Linked DNA regions of Mus musculus: all the other regions are linked to region 1. The links are chromatin contacts, called in public HiCAR-type and HiChIP or PLAC-seq maps. All regions are on one chromosome and are shown on one strand. The core of a region is the stretch at or near the end of the contact, and the rest is flanking DNA. Distances in the headings are between cores, read along the strand shown.

Region 1 (3,793 bases), core at 772-3,271:
CATTCTCTTATTAGTTCTGCCTTACCATTAGCAGAGTGCATAATGAGCTTCCGTCTATTTTATGTTTTGCTAACATAGGGCTAATGTTTCAAAGGAAGGGAAACTCGTTTACGGCATGAAATTAGCAAAGCAAACAGCTTTTGCAATTCTTCCCAATATCCCAGAAGGTCTCTCTACAGACAGACATGGCATGCGGGGACAAAGCTGCATGGCAGATAACAAAACAGAGCTGAACTGTGGAGCAAACCCGAGGTTTTGTGATTTCAACACCATAATAAACAGCATTCTTGCTGACAGTCTGATTTTTTTCATCCGCAGCAGTCACCACCTCCAAGAGGCCCTAGACTGAAAGGCAGGAAATCTCAATTCCCCAATAACCCAGTCCGACAGTCCAGACGGGTACAGACAAAGATCTGTGACCAAAACCAACAGGCTTTCTGTGAATATTAATTAGCCTGCTGGGATTTCCCCCTCTCTTCTCCTCTTAGGCGCTTGCTAAACTGCCAACGGAAGAACAGAAAGTTAAATATTCTTAAGTGGTTTTGTTGTTGTTGTTGTTGTTTGGTTTGGTTTGTGTTTGTAGTACAACAGAAAAGATGACAAGAAAGAAAGGCATCTATCCACTTAGGGGAGATCACACCACTCTGCCTGGAAAAGTCTGTGAAACTCAAGACTCTAGTTCAGTAACTGTTCATCAGACGTTTGGTATAAAGAGTTTGCTAGGGGCCTGCAGCACCCCCATGTGGAAGTTTTTCTCCTTTGTTTTGGAGCTAATGTCATAGAGAAACAAATAAACTGTCTTTTAAGACATTCCAAGTCTCCTGGGTCTCTGTAGGCTCAAGGCTAAGCGTAAAAGGCACTAAGAAGGTTCTGGTGGTCAATTTCCCCTAAGACACTGAGACTGCAAAAAGCAGACTCCGTTTCCAACAACCACTGCTCTTCATCACTGTCCTTCCCAACGACACCACTCTCAGTCGTTATTCCTGGAGAAACAGCAAGTTCTTAACTTCACCTCCATGACCCGTCCAAAGAGGTGGATCTGTGCATCCATTAAGGAAGGGCAGAGTCAAGTAACCTCGAAAGGTGAGGAAACTTACTCCATGCTAACTACATTCCCGGGGCCTTTTCCATCCCATCTGAAGCGCTCACTGCTTCCCTCGGCAGTACCAGCACCCATAGTCCCGGGAAAGAGCCAAGGGGTTTGGTGTGTACAAAGTTTGACGCATTGTAAAGCTCACAGCTGCTAATTCAGGGGAGCAATTCAAAGCTTTCTCATTTTCTCCGCCTCTTAAAACTACTTCAAGGGACACGTAAAAAACACATCAGGCTGTAAAAAAGATTGCACCAAGGAGTCTCCCGCCCCTCCTTACTCGTTCTTGAGCCTTTGGTGTCAACAGACAGCAATTCTAAAACCTCGCCTTCCTAAATACCCACAGGTGTTCGAGGAAGCTCTTCCGCCTGACAGAAAACCTGTCCCGTCCATCAAGCAGCTGTTCTCATTTTTCAGTCGGTAACCCACTCCTTTCACCTGCAAGTAACAAAGGAAGAGCATAGTTTCCAGTATCTGCGAAAAATATCTGCCATTCCCTTCCACTGCCGGCCACTTGGGTAGACATCCCTAATTCTGACTCCGGCCACTCCTTTCCATTCTTTAGCAAACTCAGATGGAAACCAGCCCAACGGTCCTTCTCTTTTCCCGGCTAAATCGGGACGGAAAGACGATTTTCAAGGTATATTGAAAAGCCAGGCTTCCTTTCTTCTTGGGTCCCAGCAAGCCCTCACTTTCATACCAGGCAGTAAGGCAGCCCCCTCCCTAGTGTGTCAACCGAGGCCATCACTCAAATGCCACCACCACGGCTCAAGCCAGCATCCCATTCCCAAGCAGCACCTACGAGCCGCGGCCACGCCCACGCCCCCTCACCTGAGAGCAGCAGCAGCAGCTCTCCACAGCGACACCACCAGCACCGCACCATATAGTCCGATACCGGCTTCTCCTTCCGGGTGAGTCGCCGGTGCCCCGGTGCACGACGGGAGGCGGCTCCCGACGGGCCAATCCTGAGTGTCCCGGACGCCCCACCCCTGAAGACCAGGGCTCTCAGTGGCGATCGCTGGTCAGAGGAGGCTCTCCATCCCGCCCAGGCCTAAGCTGAAATCCGCATCTTTCCGGAAATCGCTAGGGGGCGCGGGAGGCGGAGCGCAAAGACCGAGACCCCGCAAAGTCCACTCCGGTGCCGTGTCCCGCCCACCGCCATTAGGCGGGCCAATCAGCGCTCAGGGAACGTGTTTGAAGGCCGACGAAAGCATCTTAGGAGCCTAAACGTCTTCAGGGTGTTAAAGAGCAGTAAGTGTGGGAGGTTTCTCGCGTTCCTGAAGCCTTACTAAGATCTAAGATCTCGAAAGTCTGGGTTTGAACCTCAGAGGTTGCAGTTCCCCATCTAAACTGTCAAGGGCACTGCCAGTTTGATTTGGAAAACCCACAGATTATCCCAACAGCAGACGAGAAAGTTGACAACAGTTGTCAAGCCCAAAGAAGGATCATACAGTTAGTAAGCAAGAAAAAGCCGGTGAAAATGCTTACTATAGAAATATCTAAAGTCCGGGCTGGAGAGACGGCTCAGGGGGTAAGAGCACCCGACTGCTCTTCGGAAGGTCCTGAGTTCAAATCCCAGCAACCACGTGGTGGCTCACAACCATCTGTAATGAGATCTGATGCCCTGTTCTGGAGTGTCTGAGGACAGCTACAGTGTACTTACATGTAATAAATAAATACATCTTTTTTAAAAAGACAAAAAAAAATATCTTAAAGTCCTCTTAAGCCAATGGAAGTGGCTCACGCCCAGAATCCTAACACTTGGCCATTAAAGACATATAGTGAGCTCTAGGATACGGAGTAAGGCTGTTGGAAAACACAAACGAAAAGCCTCCTTGATCTGTTAAAAAGTTAATTTTAGGGCTGGTGAGATGGCTCAGTTGGTAAGAGCACCCGACTGCTCTTCCAAAGGTCTGAAGTTCAAATCCCAGCAACCACATGGTGGCTCACAACCATCTGTAATGAGATCTGACTCCCTCTTCTGGAGTGTTTGAAGACAGCTACAGTGTACTTACATATAATAAAAATAAATAAGTCTTTAAAAAAAAAGTTAATTTTACCTCTGTAACCCCAGCACTTGGAAGTAGAGGCAGGAACTGAAGGCCAACGCCAACTATATAGTGAGTTTCAGGCTAGCTTGGGCTACCTAAGACCCTGCCTCAAAAACAGCAAGACAGGAGTTGGCAAAATGGCTTCAGAAGATGAGTTCAGGACCCCCAAATTCACACAGTTCACACATTCCTGCAACTCCCACTTCAATGGATCCGAGGCATACACACATCAAAAATAAATATTTTTATTTTTTGTAGCTGTTTTGCCTATAAATAGGTTGTGTACCATGTGTCTACCTGAAACCCTACGAGGCCAGATGAGGGCCTTAGATCTCCTGGCACTGGAGTTAGAAGTAGTTGGAACCATTGTGTGGGTGTTGGGAACTGAACCCTGCACCTATACAAGAACAGAAAGTACTCTCAACCTCAAAGTCATTTCTCTAATCCTAACTCCCCTTAAAAACAGATGGGCTCTTATAAAAGTGTGGGTCAGATGAAAACCCAGTACTACACTGACTTGAACTGCTCCTAAATGTTTGTAGAGCCAGTGCAAAACACAATGGTAGTTACCAATCCAGGTGGATATTATTTATGTAATTCAAAACAGAATTTCTCAGGCCTTTGGTCTCAGGATCCTTTTACACAAACTTTT
Region 2 (3,793 bases), core at 703-3,202, 950 kb before region 1:
GTGAGTGCCACCACCAGAGCCAGCAAAAAACAAACATCTAAGGCCTAGAGGTGTCAGTGTCCAGATTAAATCCTGGGGTCTGGGTCACAGTGTTGAGTAAAACAGACATGGATCGATCGGGTGGTGGTGGCCCAATTCTTTAACTTCAAAACTGGGGAGGCAGAGGCAGGCTGATTTCGGAGTTCAAAGCCAGCCTCATCTACAGAGCGAGGTCTTAGACAGCCAGAGCTCCACAGAGAAACCCTGCCCTTTTGGAAGACAACAACAAAGGCAAACATGGTCTCTGCCCTCAATTTACTTAAAAAAGAGTAAAAGTGACAAGGGAGAGGCGCAGTATGAGGTCATGGGTAAGCAAACTGGGTTGGAACTCCAACGCTACGGTTCATCAACTGGATAGCCCAAGCAAGCTGGGTTAGCTCTTCCCAGTTCGATTTCTTCAGAGCCTCAGTGGCATCATTTTGGAAGGAGAACAAGGATGGGAGCATGGATCCAGACATTCAAATCTTTCCAGCCATCTACCCACTCCCCTCAAGTACACCTAGGGCTGGTTTAAGAAAGGGCATAGTGGCACACATGCCTTTAATCCCAGCGCTCAGAAGGTAGAGGCAGGAACTCGGGAGTAGACCGTCATTCTGGACTATACAGCAAGGCCCATTACTAGCCTGGGCGACAGGAAACTGTCTCAAAGGGGGGGGGGGTCTGGGGGGCATTGGAGGGCCGAGAACAGATACAACACAGATGATGAAGGCTGTGTGAGCCTGTCTTTGAGAAGGGTGTGGAGATGAAACTGCTTCTTTAAGAGGAGGGATTGCAGGGTGTGGGGACTCGGGCCTTTAATCCATCAAATTGGACATGGAAGCAGGAGATTTAGGAGCTCAGGGTCGGGCCTAGAATAGGTAGCAACAAATTATAAGAGACCCACCCTCCCACCCCGACTCAAGATAAAAGGCCCAGGGCCTGAGCACCGCTAGGTAGAGCTAGGTAGAATAAACACCGGTAGCCCTTGGACTTCAGGAAAGAGGTGAAGGGGCGCTGGCGTGTTAGAGAGGGAGCAGGGGCAATGGAGACGTCGCCCTCAAAGATTTGGGCGGGTGGTCCATCGTATCGGCAACTTTTCTGCCAATCTGCCTTCTGCTGGTGGAAGCACGGAGCTCTGGTATTCAAAGCTAGAGGATGATAGGAGAGTTGAAGGTAGACCCAGGCCAGGGTGCACCTCCTCACCCACAGATCCTGTTCTGTGACTGAAGTGAGGTGTCCTTGTGTTCGAACTCTTGGACAAGTCTTTTCTCCTGGGTTCGTCGCACCGGTTCAGAAAGTGCAGGTTTCACCTCCTCTCTTTTAATCGTAATCTAGTGTTCTGAGGGGTGGGAAGGAAGGGAAAGCTCGCCAGAGAGGAAGAGCGGGAACTTGGGAGAAAGCGGGTTTTATTTGCACCACAGTGCTCAAGTGTCGGTTCTCCAACTCCGAGTTTAGGCGGTGCTGGATTGGGAGAGCTTTTCCATCGGCAAGCCCGAGTACCCGGTAATTTGGGGACAGGGTTCCGAGGACTCGGCAGGATGCCGCGACTCCTCCCGGAAGGGCAGAGGGCGAGCTCGGAGCACATGGAGGGAGGGCTGCTTGGCGGGCCGGTCACCCGGCTGTCCCGCGACAAGGAGGGAAGCCGGGCGGTGGAAGGGCTGCCTGCAGAGTCCTGGCGCCGAGCCCAGCAGGAGGCGGGCAGTGTGACACTGACTCACGCACGTGCCCACGCGCACGCAGAGGGTGCCCCGCACCCACGCTCCTCGGACGGGACGCGCCACGCTCCACCCGTCCCGCCCGCCCAGTCTCACGGCCGCTCGCGCGGCCTCCGGGACAGCCCGGAGGCGTGGCTCCCGGGCAGCCCGCCCCTTTGATGTGCGCCGGCGCCACGGTGATTGGCTGGGCGCTTGTGACGTGCGGGGACTGCGGTGGGCCCGGGTGCTGCGGCTGCCGCAGCGCCCGCCGCGGCTCGGGCTCTGGCTCCCCGGCATTTAAAGGGGACGCGGCGGCGGCCCCGAGGATGGGGGGCAGGTGGAAGGGACGGAGCAGAAGCACATCATCCACAGTCCCTCGGGGCTGGAGGGATTCGTGAGCCGGAGCTCAGAAATCCGGGGGTGGATAAGACCGCGTACCCCCCAAATCCCGTAAGCACCCCTTGCTCCATCCTGTCCCTAAATCCCTTAAGTAGCCCCCTTCCCACTACTTCCACTCCAAACTCAGCTGGGACAGACAGCGTGACCGCTGCTGCCCCGCATGAGTCTTGGGCTCCGGGAGGACCGCGATCTAAATGTTGGGGTGGGGGCTGTGTGTAGTTTGAGTGTGTTTCATGTGCTTGGTGGTGGGGTAGTCCCAGGGGCAGAGAACTGAACCCCCTCCTTTCCCAGGTTAATGGTACCCAGTGTCCCTTCATCTCCGGGGACTGTCATAGCTCCCCGCCACCCACAAGTCCTTCCTTCTCCCCGAGCTACGCACCCCCCGCCCGCATTAGAGCGAAGCGCCCGCCAGCTGGGGGTGTGCCAGAGTGCCTGCTTTCCAGTCACCTCTAAAAATATCTCTCCTGCTACCCCACCGGCAGCTGCCATCTCCCTGCCCCTACCCAGTAAGAATCACCTCTGCTTGTCCACCCCAGGCAGGGGACCCCAGAGGTGACGCCTAGTCCCAGATTCCTCACTGGCACCGGGGCGCAGACTAGCTAGGACAGGGAACATACAGAGCCTCCGGAGTTCAGGTAATTTCTTCAAGAGGCAGTAGAGATCCCTGAGTTTTAATCCTATTTCTGATGCTGTGTGATGTAAGCTGGACCTCTCTGCACCCCCTCCCTTGCCCATTACGGGTTAATGAACAAGAAAGGAGTTTGTGAAGTTGCGAGTGTTGGGGGCAGGAATCCTAGCTTAATTGTCAGATCTAATTTCTAGTGATGGGCATACTTATTCTTGAAGCAGAGAGGGCTTGACAGTTTTTAAGTGCTCACCCCCACTCTCAGTCTGCATGTTTCTTGTGGAAAACTCCCCAAACTTTCCTATGGGCTCTACCCTCTCCCCCATTAGGAGAATTTCAAGCTTAGACTTAAGTTAGTGCACACACACACACACACACACACACACCCCTACCCCGACTTCCCACAGATCTAACCTAAAAGTATTTGTATCAAAGGAGCAGGCAGGGGCTGTGATAGGGAATCAGGGCTGCAAACATTGATCTTAGATGAGACTAGAAAAGGACTTCCCTCAGCCCCCAAAAGTTTGCCTCCTGGCTGCTCTAGCATGTGGGAGAAACTCAAAGGTCCTGTCCTGTTCTCCACGGGGACTCTGGTGGTCACACAGAATTTTTTGTTGCTTTGTTTTTCTAGACAGGGTTTCTCTGTGTAGTACCGGCTGTCCTGGAACTCACTCTGTAGACCAAGCTGACCTCTAACTTAGTTTCACCTGCCTCTGCCTCTGCCTCTCTGCCTCTGCCTCTGCCTCTGCCTCTGCCTCTGCCTCTGCCTCTGCCTCTGCCTCTGCCTCTCTGCCTCTCTGCCTCTCTGCCTCTCTGCCTCTCTGCCTCTCTGCCTCTGCCTCTCTGCTTCTGCCTCTGCCTCTCTGCCTCTGCCTCTGCCTCTGCCTCTGCCTCTGCCTCTGCCTCTGCCTCTGCCTCTGCCTCTGCCTCTGCCTCTGCCTCTGCCTCTCTGCTTCTGCCTCTGCCTCTGCCTCTGCCTCTGCCTCTGCCTCTCTGCTTCTGCCTCTGCCTCTCTGCCTCTGCCTCTCTGCCTCTGCCTCTCTGCCTCTGCCTCTGC
Region 3 (3,793 bases), core at 957-3,456, 640 kb before region 1:
TTAGGGGTACACACCTGTAACTCCGGCATTTGTGGGGCTGAGAAAAGAGAATTGCAGGCCAGCCTGCGCTACATAGTGAGACATTGTCTTAAATAAAGAAACAGACAAACAAGAGGCAAAACTCCAAAGTAAAGGACCCTCTATACATGAAAGGGGATTTTTTTGTTTTTCTTCTTTTGGTTTTTTTGAGACAGGGTTTCTCTGTGTAGCCCTGGCTGTCCTGGAACTTACTCTGTAGACCAGGCTGGCCTCGAACTCAGAAATCCGCCTGCCTCTGCCTCCGAGTGTTGGGATTAAAGGCGTGTGCCACCACTGCCCGGCTTTGTTTTTCTTCTTTAGGAGACGGACTCTTACTAGGCTCAAGGAACTCCTGCCTCAGCCTCCCCACTAGCCAGATTCTAGCTACAATCCCCATTCCCCCATCCCCCGTCCCCGTCCCCTCACCCCCCCATCCCCAGCTTGAAAATATGTTTTAGGATGTTTAGAGACTATTAGAAATGGAAGCAACTTATATGACCAGCAATAAGGCAAGGGTTGGTTCTATGGAATGTTTCCTAGCCATTAAAAACCAGGAACCAGCTGGCCATTGATGTGGCTCAGTAGGTAAGTGTGTTTCACAACAAGCCTGACTACCTACCTGAGGTTGATCCCAGAACCCACATAATAGGGGAACCAACCCCCACAGGTTTGTTGTCCGCTAACACACACACACACACACACACACACACACAGACAGAGAGAACAAAAATATACCTAGGGACATGCAAACGCGCCTTTATGATATATTATGTGGGCAGAAAGAAGGTGCCAAGATGGTTAAAATGATGTCAGAATAATTACAATTAGAATTTAAGAATTCACAGCCAAGGCAAAGATGCTTTGGTAGAGTAGGTGAGCCACAGGTGATGTCTGCCCTCCCAGCTTTAAGGCCTCCTTTATTTAACATGATTTCAGCAATAAACTGAAAGATAAAGATATTCATTTTTAAAAGCTTTGATCCAAAGGATGTGTATGAGCAGGGCAGGCAAGTAGATGGCAAAAGGCCTGTGGACACTAAAGGAGAGAGAGAGGCTGGCATGTGGGCACTAAAGGAGAGAGGCCTGTGGGCACTAAAGGAGAGAGAGGCTGGAGTGTGGGCATTAAAGGCGTGGAGGTTGGTGGGGAGGAGAAGGGAGGAGGTGGGAGCCTTGTGAAATGGGCCTTATGGCCATATGAGCCTTGGTGTGAGGGCTGTGATCTGAACGGGGCCAGGAAAATCTGGGTTAGGCAGAGGCAGAGGCAGAGGCTGAGGCAGAGGCAGAGGCAGAGGCAGAGGCAGAGGCAGAGGCAGAGAGGCAGAGGCAGATGGGGCAGAGGCAGAGGCAGAGAGGCAGAGAGGCAGAGGCAGAGGCAGAGGCAGAGGCAGAGAGGCAGAGGCAGAGAGGAAGAGGCAGAGGCAGAGAGGCAGAGGCAGAGGCAGAGACTGTACTCCTAAAGAACTGTGAAGGCAGAACGCTGTGTGTGTGTGTGTGTGTGTGTGTGTGTGTGTGTGTGTGGTGTGACAGAGAGAGAGAGAGAGAGAAAGAGAGAGAGAGAGAGAGAGAGAGAGAGAATGAGAGAGAGAGAGAGAGAGAGATCTCAGCAGTTAAGAGTACTAGTTTTCCAGAAGCTCTTAGTTCCATTCTCAGTATTGTTGGGAACGGACATCTGTTGATTCACAGCCGCCTGTGCATCTTATTCGTGCCTGCATCTTGCCTTGTGGGAAGTCGAATGCAGCACTGTAAGGGTTAACAGAACTCAGCCCACCTCCACTGCCCCCTCGGGACTCAGTCCCTCAGATAGAAAGGCTTGAAGCTGAGTTCTGAGGCTGTCTCCAGGCGCACTCTGACTTTAATAATAAGATTGTTTACCAGGTGGTACAGCGCATAGCAGCAGCTCGGCCTCTTTCAGAAAACCCCAGATGGCCAAAACCAAAGCTAGGGTTGGCTAGGTGAGTCCCCAAGGTCAGAGTCTTTGCCAAAGGTGGAACTAGCTCTCTCCCTGAGCGTGCACCAAGCGCGCATTTGGAGCGGGGAGCATTTTTTATAAACTACAACCAGTTGTTTGGGAACGGACATGAGCAAGGGAGGAGCGCCCCCTTCAGGTGGACCCACACAACTGCTGATCGCTCTGCCTTCTCTCCAGGGAGGACTGATGTTTCCCCAGAGCCTCCTCCAGGGCTAGGAAGATGCTACAGTGCCTGACTTCGGAAAGTGAGGAAGGGGCTGAAGAGAGGGAGGAGAGTTCCACAGAAGATCTGGAGGAGCTAAAAGAATTTGTCACCCTGGCTTTTGTGAGAGAGAACACACAAAAGAGGCTCCAGAACGCACAGCAGCATGGTAAGAAAAAGAGGAAGAAAAAAAGGTTAGTATTGAAAAACGAGGAGTTTCGGGGCGTGTGTGTGTGTGTGTGTGTGTGTGTGTGTGTGTGTGTGTGTGGTGTCGGTGTTGATAAGAGCAGGAAGGGCCCAAGGGAAGAAGGTCTTGGCTGATGAGAGGAAAAGGGGACACAGGGCTTGTCTCCTCTGGCTCACACCAATTTCAGTGTTCTGTTTTATGGCATCCCATAATAGTGTGCATAACCTCGAATCACACCTTGTACTTTTCCTTCTATTTGTGTTTGCAATGCCTTTTAAAGACTGGGTGGAGAGGGAGCTCCTTGCTGAAGGAGCAAGGAAAAAATTTCCCTTCCTAAGCGCAAGCTCCCGTGTGTCCTGGGAATTTCACATACTTGCAGTGTAACAGGACCACAGTGACTTGCCAGCCCCGGCGGCTGGCAGCTGCAGCTTGCGCATTCCGTTTCTGGGTTAATACTCTGCTTTGCCTTGTAAGAGAGTATTGTCTATCTTCTAAATGGCTTCCCTTAGTGGAAAGGGGGAGACAATATTTTAGTAAAAAATATGTGCCTTTTAAAATTTCTCAAACAAGCAAACAAACCCCAAAATAAATAAATAAAATAAAATTTCTGTCCCCAATGGGCTGATGGTGTAAAAGTACAGGGACCACTGGGAGTGTAGCCTAGTGTCTAGTGCCTCACTTTCAGGCAGGAGGCCCTGGGTTCAAGTCCCATCACTGACAAAATTAAAAAGGGGGTTGAGGCAATGGTGTTAACACAAAATCGCAAGCAAAGGCAATTGTAACACATGGAGTAACGGAACTGTGAGGTGCATGGCTTGGTGTGGCCACTGGGACACATGTGTCTGGCCCCAGCCCTGTGTTCTGGCCTGGGTATCTGTCTGTGTCTTGCTGTCTGCCCTTTTCTCTTTTCCAGATGATTGGTGATCAATCTATCTAACTGCCGGTATGACAGCGGTAAGTATCTCTGTTCAAGGGGTCTGTGATGGAGACTGAAGGGTGGGGAAGGGGCCAGTCCTGGGCATGCCCGAGGGTGATAAACAGGGTCTCAGAATGCTTGGAAGTCTCCTGAAAATCACAGGGGCATTGTGCACAGCCCATAGTCTTGCGTATTTACGTACATGTTTGTTGACAGGGCTTCACTGTGTAGCTCAGGCTAGCTCAAGACTCAACTATGTCAAATGCTGCCCACCCCCAGACCCCCACCTGCCTCTGTACTAGTTTATCTCACTGATTAAGCCTGGTTATGGTTAAGGATTAGTTTGCATCCAGGGTTTAATGTTTGGAGACAAGCTAGAGGACTCTTTCCTGGGAAAGGGAAGCCAGGGTGAGTCTAACACTCACCCCATGTAGCCTCAGATGTACCCTTCAATAACACTATTCCCCACACTCTTTGCTCCATCTACAAAGACATTCCAGTC

Evidence for each region. HiCAR-type assays count read pairs that join an accessible place to other places. HiChIP or PLAC-seq counts read pairs in DNA pulled down with a chosen protein or histone mark.
Region 2: an HNF4G HiChIP or PLAC-seq map of pancreatic cancer cells shows a contact between it and region 1. The contact joins the promoter of Phospho1 here to the promoter of Snx11 in region 1. A contact is called at or near these places in 9 of 39 promoter capture datasets (the C10 cell line, the HPC-7 cell line, HPC-7-derived erythroid cells and 5 more) and 3 of 115 datasets of contacts at active chromatin or transcription factors (astrocytes, forebrain and pancreatic cancer cells).
Region 3: a HiCAR-type map of astrocytes shows a contact between it and region 1, with 3 times the contacts expected there. The contact joins the promoter of Ttll6 here to the promoter of Snx11 in region 1. A contact is called at or near these places in 5 of 39 promoter capture datasets (the 3T3-L1 cell line, cranial neural crest, hippocampal neurons and 1 more), 6 of 115 datasets of contacts at active chromatin or transcription factors (astrocytes, embryonic forebrain, embryonic hindbrain and 3 more) and 1 of 9 other capture datasets (macrophages).

The regions. Positions count from the first base shown.
Region 1 is chr11:96,775,534-96,779,326 of GRCm38.p6, forward strand. Snx11 (sorting nexin 11) reads right to left here and starts at 2,022. Exons shown (of 8, transcript NM_001163389.1): 1 at 1,922-2,022; 2 at 1,435-1,528.
Region 2 is chr11:95,822,548-95,826,340 of GRCm38.p6, forward strand. It overlaps Phospho1 (phosphatase, orphan 1), which reads left to right and starts at 1,953. Exons shown (of 3, transcript NM_153104.3): 1 at 1,953-2,162. It overlaps Gm38958 (predicted gene, 38958), which reads right to left and starts at 1,864. Exons shown (of 1, transcript NR_164195.1): 1 at 1,408-1,864.
Region 3 is chr11:96,131,580-96,135,372 of GRCm38.p6, forward strand. It overlaps Ttll6 (tubulin tyrosine ligase-like family, member 6), which reads left to right and starts at 2,207. Exons shown (of 15, transcript NM_172799.4): 1 at 2,207-2,382; 2 at 3,292-3,329. The coding sequence starts at 2,207.